Regions from separate parts of the Gossypium hirsutum genome. Here region 1 is linked to region 2. A link is a contact called in public Hi-C data. All regions are on one chromosome and are shown on one strand. The core of a region is the stretch at or near the end of the contact, and the rest is flanking DNA. Distances in the headings are between cores, read along the strand shown.

Region 1 (4,120 bases), core at 49-2,548, 160 kb after region 2:
GGCATAGGTATGCCGAATGTTACCCTTTATGGACTCCCCAAACAGATGGAAAAACTTGGAAATTTTGAATATATCAACAATTTTTACACTTACACGAAGTTTGAATAACATGGATAAGAAATGTAAGGAAAAAAAGAAGAAGCATAGCAATACATTTAGTTCACAAGACAGAATGTCGCTCTAAAGGAGGAAGTGAAGCTTACCCTTGAGCGAAAATGCGACCTGCACCGAGAGCATTGTGACCAACTTCACTGTTTCCCATGTCATCCTCTGTGGGGAGCCCTACAGCCTTACCATGAGCTCTGATTAATCTCCACTTTTCAGGGGCACCCTATCAACAAGATTAATTCCAATTAAATTAAGTCTCTTTACATATTGATATATGGAAATGGAATCCTACTATGAAGCAAAAGAATGTACCAAAATATCTCAATGGAACACAATTATAATCCCTAATATGGATGGAATGAAGCTAATATATACTATATTACCGTAACTCACTCATCATTATTACTGAAGTATCCATGTACTATTAGTTATCCAAATGAAGCAGTCAAGTCTTTGTTTCTCATAGAGAGGCGAATCTAAACCTAGCAGTTTGAAGAAAAAGAAACTAACACCAGATCTGTTGCAAAACTAACTTTTTATAAATGAACAAATGATAGAAGCAAAAATCAAGCATGATGATTAACATCTAATTAGTAAAGGCACAAAAAAAAAAGAAGAAACTTCATTTGCTTAGAACAAACGAGATCCATAACAAATAACAGCATGGAATCGATTACCCACATCAAAGGCTTTAGTAAAAAAACTCCTGATCTAAGTTAAACTTCTTAAAAACAGAGATATAAAGCAAAGGAACCTGTTTGAGAGAATCCATGGTGGGAGTTTGAGCAACATGAATGCAATTGTACTCATCGGGTTTGTCCTCGCCCCAGCCATCGAGAACGATGAGAGCAAGGGTCTTCCCCTTTGGAAGTGTTGGGTGATCCGCCAATTTCCAGGAGACTTGCTGCCCTGAACTCCCCATAGATGTTAGTATGTGTGTGTGTTTGCTAGTTAGCTTGTGGTTGAGAGAGCGAGAGGATTAGGTAGTTGATTATATAAGAAATCTAAAACTCGAAAAATCAGGCAAAATGAAAAAAAGGGGGGGGGGGGGACGGCGTGAATGGTGAAGCGTTGCAGCTTTCAGGTTTTGACTTAAATAATAACAATAATATATATACATAAAACAGATGGCGTGAAGACTGAGTGCGTAGCGAACCCGTGGGAGAGTGCATCACCACGTGATCATCTTTTTCACTTACCTAACCTACACCAAAGCATCTCCCAAGTTTAAAATCTCGAATATACTTTTCATCGGTCATTATTCACAGGTTAATATTTGCCATAAATCTTTTCACTCTTCACTAATTTAAAATTTAATTTTTTAAGAATTTAATTACTTTATTTTTAAAATTTTAAGTCATTCTAAAATTAAAAAATATTTATTTCACAATTATGTAAATAAAAATAAATTTAAATTTAACAATATTAAATGTTAGATCTAAATTTGTGAATAATATATAGATTTATGACATATTTTATCCTTACTGGAATTTAAATATTGTAATATTTTCATTTGACGAATATTTGATAAAATGATAATAGAATTTTTATATTCATAAGAAGGATTAGGGGTTGATAAGTGTCATGTAAAATATTAAAAAATAAATGTTTAACAAAAAAAGACATATCACAACTTTTTAAGATTATTTGTAAAATAAAAAAGGTACGCAGCCTAAAAATTATCAGTTTTCTCTTTCACTGTCCCAGAGAAACAGTGCTTGTTGCAGTTGGGTAGGAGTAGGGTGGTGATTTTGTCAACAATGGTGAGGGATGAAATCTCACTCCTAGCAAACAAACTTGTTCAACTAAATGTTAAAAGTTCGCTGGTTGTTCCAACTGGAAAATCGATGATGCTATGTTCGGTGTGGACGTGAAGACCGTATAATCCGGATAGTTTTAGGGCACAAATGAAAAGTATATGGAAAAAAAATTGAGATCCAAGTGGCAGGGAAAATTTTATTTCAAATCTCGTTTGTAGATGAGGACGATTTGGAGATGATTTTGGAAGGGAGGCCTTGGTTATTTCGAAAATAGTTGATTATCTTTGAAAAACTGAAGGAAGCCATAGAAAGGAGAAAAATTAAATTGGTTCTCTCTCTGTTCTAGCTTAAGATAGGTTCATGTCAGCCTGAATACGAAAAGAAAGATCTAATGCATGCGATAGGTTCTACCTTTGGAGGGGTCCTTTGATCGGAGATAAAAGGGGATGCTTGACAATTGAAAGTCCAATTGGATATTCAGAAACCATTGTGCATGGGAATTTTTATCTCGACGGGAAATTAGGAGAGAGTTTCGTTACCCTTTAAATATGAAATTTTACCGATTTTCTGCTTTGGATGTGGTTGTATGGGTCATGTTGTAAAGGACTACTTAGAGTTAAAAAATTCAAAAAGAAAACAATCTAAAGGCGATCTACCTTATTCAGTTGTGCTACGTGCTGATTCCAATATATTAGGTAAAGAATGTATGCAATTTGGTTTTTCTGCAAAAAAAGCCATGAAACAATACTCAAATACTGGGGTGAAAGAGGGTGCTAGCATAAGCATAGAGCTGCAGTCAGAGGTTATGACCAAGGAGATTTCGGTGGTAAGGTACCAAGGGGAGGAGTCTGGCCCACTAAAAGTGGTTCTACAAAATTTGATTAGAATGAAAGATGGAAATCCAAATAAGTCGAATGGGATAATAGAAGAAAAGCTTGAAATATCCAAATAGCTGGGCTGGAGGAGACTAGTGAGGAATGCAATAAAAATGCCAAAATGGAAAATGTGACGGGAAAGAGAAAGTATAGGCTAGATAAGGAAAGGGATGATGAGTATTCTTCACTTTATGCTAACAGTAGCAAAAGATGAAGACTTGATATGGAAAGCATTTATCTTTCACCAACGAAGGTAACCTCAGAGTAATTGGTTGCTTCTTCTCAATTATGATCGGTGGCTACTTTTAGGCAAGCCGACCGGGCTCAATCAAAACTTTAAGTTGGAATGTCCGTGGATTGGGGAGTCCATGGGCAAAAAAAAAGCTTCGAGTTTTACTGAAGCAACATAATCCTCAAATGGTCTTCTTCATAGAGACAAAAATTAATAGGAAGAGTATGGAAATTCATATCAAAATCGATCTCTATTAAAATACATATCTTTTAAAATACAAATCGAAATCTATCTCTATTTGTTCTAAACGAAACTAGACTGACTCACAGTTACAATGATGTATAGTTCACTTCTTAATTATTTTCACAGAATTTATGGTGAATTTTTAAACTTATTGTTCATGTAATAATTTGTTTCTGGTAGATTTCACAAGTAAGTTTTTAGCTTCATTTTAAATCATCCAAACATGATTTGCACCCAAAGACATATAACATGCATGCATTATCACACAAGCATCATATTTATGACTTATCAAGAAGCATAGAAGAGTTAGAGGGTACCATCTTGATGGAAGAACACCAACAAAGTTTCTAGCCTAGCTTTCCACCACTTTGCCTTTACCCTTAGCTTTAAAAGATTCACCACTCTCTTTAACTAATAACCATGTAACACACAAGATTTCCCACTAAAAAAATAAAAGTTGATAGGATGCAAAAATACATGCTTTAAAATAAATAAATAAATAATATATGAGAAGATGGGTAGAGACTTCCTCAAACTCAAACCCTCCAAAATAGCCAAAAACCTCCACCTTCATCCTTGATGAACATAGATATTTTTTTTCATGGAACTTTAAAAAAAAAGCTAGATCAAAGCCCTTACTTTCTTTGAGATTTGAAGGATGAAAAATAGTGAGAACTCACTAAAATCTCTCTCCCTTTACACGGTTTGCTAAGGGAAATAGATGGAAAGAAGAAAAAAAATAAAGAAATGTAAAAAGAAAAAAAAATAAGGTGATTATAATATAGGAAAAAATGGGACAAATCCACTTTATCCCATACCTCAATTTGCCAAACCATCTTTTTCCCATTAATTGGGAGAAGACTTTTATTTAAAAATGGTAAAATCACCATATTAGCCATCCA
Region 2 (4,185 bases), core at 1,505-4,004:
AGATATTGGAAATTTTTATAAGAATGCTCGAAAACACTCTACAGCAAGATGACATCTAGAGACTTGGATGTGTGTGTTGGATATGACATGTATCTAATACAAATATGTTCAAAAATTTTCATGTATTTGGAGGGTCATATCCCCATATGTCCAGATATGATATGGGTGTTAGCAGACACAAACACTTCAAAAAAAAATGAAGAGTCAGAACAACATAGTCATACAGCATAAGATTTACGCCTCTTGAGGGCTTCACGTGCAAGATCTTCTTCTCCTTTCTGAAGAGCCAACTGTGCTTTACGGTACCTATATGAAAACAGAACTCAATAGGGACATAAACACTCATATCCTCTGAAAACTAAAGAAAAAATATCCTCAATCAATTACCAATCTTCAGAAGCCTGCTGTGCAGCTTTATACTTATTTTCCAACCGCTTTTGAGATGCTAATACCTTCAAAAAAGAAAAAGGATCACATCTGCATATAAAAAATTGGGAAGAAAATTACACTGAAACGGCACAATAAAAAGTTGTAAAACAAAAATAAACTTCTAGGACCATCTTGGAATCTATTCTTGAGTACATATGCAATGCAATCAAGCATAAAAAGGGAAAGAAAACAATGTAACCGAAGGCGAAAGAAACTCGAGAAACTAAAAAATAAAATAAAGGTAATGAGGCTTACTTGTGCTGTGGCCTGTCTCATCTTCACCAAGTCATCATTCATTTCAATCACAGCTTGCTCTAAGATTTTTTCTGGGTCTTCAACAGAGCTTAGGAGAGCATTTGCATATGACTGCCATTATCAGTGAATTGAGTCAAGTTATTGAGATAACACATCAAAATTTGGAATCATAAATCATAGTATCTTTACATGAATGCATATAAACAATTCGTAAACTCTGACCTTAACAACTCTAGCAAACCGATCAAAAAGGTTCATGCGAGTGCCAATGGCACCTGCACCTCCTCTACAAGAATGAGATCCTCCTGGAAGGGTCCTTATGCTTGTAATTTTTAGTGCAGCCACTGTTTAAGGGAGCAGAAAGAGCAACTTAAAGGATAAGTTGAACCTACTTTAGGTACTAGTGTTTAGCCCTTTTAGATAATGTTAGACAGTCCGCTGAAATTCATACTGTTATGTACTAAAATGAAAACTTAATCACTGGAGTTCCAATCGTTCATATTACTCCCTAATCATCAACCAAAATGCAAATAAACAGTAAAAGGATAGAAAAAAGGGGTGACAAAGTTATACAGAAAATTGAAATTGAAAAGATGGTCACTCACATCACATGAAAAGCAAAAAAAAAAAAAAAAACTTATGCAGAAGCTTACATAATTTTAGGGGAATTGCACCAATTTATAAATGAATTGCTTTAACTTTTTGACATGTAAATCATCTAAATATTGTAATCCACATACGAAATACACCATTTATGCTTCAAGAATATAATGTGTTCAAGAATCCGTTTGCTACACCACTTAAATAAGCTTTAGAGGTTTATGTAAAACCATTAGCAAATGACCCAAATAAACAAATAAATTTCATCATCCATAAAACCAGCGCTTTAATAAAATTATGTGTTCCATTTAAGTAAACAGCTTAGGCAATCTGCTTATGAACTAACATTCCATGGCAACACTCCTTCTCACTACTCAAGCTACCAAGGACAACAATGGCTGTAAATTTACGATGAAAAGCAAAGAATTTTGAAGAACAAATCATAAATTTGATATCCCAAGTTCCAAACAAATACAACCAACTCATAAGCAAGGAAAAACCATTCATGCCTTAACAATCGAGTTTGAAGTCGAGCCTGAGAATTGGTCCTATTTTTTTTAATAGGTAAGCGAGATTTTTATTTGAGCTCGAGATATAAAAGTATTTAAGAACCCATTTGATTCACCACTTAACTAAGCTTAAGCTCTGTTTGGTACGAAGGATGTAAAGGAGTGCGGATTGAAAACTATGTTAATATAATGGTTAGACTACTTTGGTTCTAATTTGATTAATAAATTTCCCATCATCACACCTTTCAGTCCTTCATACCAAGCAAAGCCTAAAAGATTGAACAAAAGCATTAGCAAATGACCCAAATAAAAAATGGAATGTCATCATCCATAGAAAAAGCTGAGGTTGAAGAAAATTATGAGTTCCCCTTGAGTTAAGCTGCTCAGTCAATCAACCTATGGACTAACCTTCGATGGCAACACTCTTTCTCACTAATCAAGCAATCAAAGACATAATGGCTGACAAATTTAGAATGAAAAGCAAAGTTTTTCAAAGAAAAATCACACATTTGATATATTCCATAACAATAAATAAAATTTAGCTCCCAAAAGGCACAACCAACTCAAAAGCAAGCAAAAATTTGTAGAAGAACTTATGAAGATTGGAAGTAAGAAAAAAGGCCAAAGAAAGAGTACCTCCGCCATTAAAGAAAGAAGAAGTTAATGGTTTCTTAACTAAACAACGAATGCAAGTACTGTTACTGGAGCTTGAAGACGAAGAAGAAGAAGAAGCAATGGGTTTGAAAGGGAGGGTCAATCCTGTAAATATTTGAGAATTGGCAGCCATTTTTAGTGTTTGTATGAAGAAAATTTGAAAGGCTGGTTTTGCTGTGAGAAATGAGATGATGATATCATATCAGTTACATTCCCAATAGGCGTTCTTGGGTTTTCAGATTTTTCTTTACTTTCTGGTTTTCTCTTTAATTTCGGTCCGCTTGTTGCCAAAGGAAAAAATATAAACCGGTTTGGTTTGATCCCTATTATTTAAAAAGAAATATTTTTCAGCAATTTTTTATTATTCATTTCTTGAAAACACTAGGTGAACTTTGGTGCTTTTATTTACCTCAAATATAATTGATGATAATATATGTTGAACAAGGAAAAGAAGATAGTGGAAAGAAATGTCCATTTACCTGTCATGATATAATGAGAAGTATGAGAAAACCGAGGAGGAGGATAATGTGATACGGTTGCTGTTTACGATTTTCGAAAGAAAAGGAGTCGATTATTAGTCTATTGTGCACAATCTTATATAAGTGAGGATACCTCTTGTCTTGTAGTACCTACGACAAATTAGTACCTAATGTATACTTATTTTTATCTTGATATCTATTTTTTTTATTAAAAGTGATACATAAATTATACTTTTGTTATCCAAATCACTTCAAAACATTACATTCAACTATTAAAAGTTGCAATGTGGCACAAAAACTACATAAGCATTGCCATTTATTTGTCAAATAATTCCAAATATATAGAGAGGAAAAATTACTAAAAATAATTTTTTTTAAAATGTGTTAAAATTCATAAAATATAAAAAAATCATTTTTATAATCTATTAATTATATGAAATTGAAAAATATATATATAAATTCAAATATATAAATTAACAATTCTAAAAAATAAATTCAAAGATTATTTGAAAAATATATAGAAATTCAAAACTTATATTTTATAATATAATATATAATTATATGGAATATAAATAATTCAAAATTTTCAAATCTAAAGTCAACCATTCTTCAGTCACGATTGATTGACTTAGGTAGTTTAGATACCAACCCAAGAAAAGGGTAGTTTAGAGATAAATTTTGACCAAAAAGAATTTTAGTACCAAAATGAAAGAGTGGGTATAATTTTATTTTTTTGTATGGAAAAAAAAAAGGGATTCAAGAGAACCGAAACACTATAAAGCTATGTCAGACAAAAGAACGACAAGATTGTTCCTATGTTGCAACAATCAATTGAATAGCATATACAGTGGATGATCTAGTGCACACAACCCTCCCACCATCGATCACCCCATCTTTCTTAGAATATTAGCACAGATATTTTGCTCTCTATTAATATGATTGAATTCAATCAACCGCTGCCTCATACTAAGTTCTTTGATTAGTTGAATATATATAAAACCATTCTTTGAAGCATAATTACTATAGAGAACCTATATCAACATTACATTATCACTTTCAATTTTAATCTTCCTGATACGAGTATAGGGGACCAATTTTTAGCCTAAGCACATGTTGGGCTTAGCCTTTTACAAAGCCCATTTAAGAAGCCCAAAAGATCTTGTATCTTGAGACTCAACTTTAAATGGGATCTAGGCATCTTTGGAGTTGAAAAAAATTGTCAAGATTTTAAATCTTGGTTTCAAGAAAACAAATCTTGG

Evidence for each region. A called contact is a pair of places that touch in the nucleus more often than the background predicts.
Region 1: a contact with region 2 is called in a Hi-C map of leaf, with 2.3 times the contacts expected there. The contact joins the promoter of LOC107951353 here to the promoter of LOC107951361 in region 2. A contact is called at or near these places in 5 of 34 Hi-C or Micro-C datasets (leaf and petal).

What each region holds. Positions count from the first base shown.
Region 1 is chrA02:26,974,358-26,978,477 of Gossypium_hirsutum_v2.1, forward strand. It overlaps LOC107951353 (2,3-bisphosphoglycerate-independent phosphoglycerate mutase), which reads right to left and starts at 1,299. Exons shown (of 9, transcript XM_016886368.2): 1 at 863-1,299; 2 at 204-331. The coding sequence starts at 1,030.
Region 2 is chrA02:26,808,836-26,813,020 of Gossypium_hirsutum_v2.1, forward strand. LOC107951361 (membrane-associated 30 kDa protein, chloroplastic) reads right to left here and starts at 2,755. Exons shown (of 11, transcript XM_016886380.2): 1 at 2,430-2,755; 2 at 907-1,028; 3 at 685-795; 4 at 388-452; 5 at 225-306. The coding sequence starts at 2,580.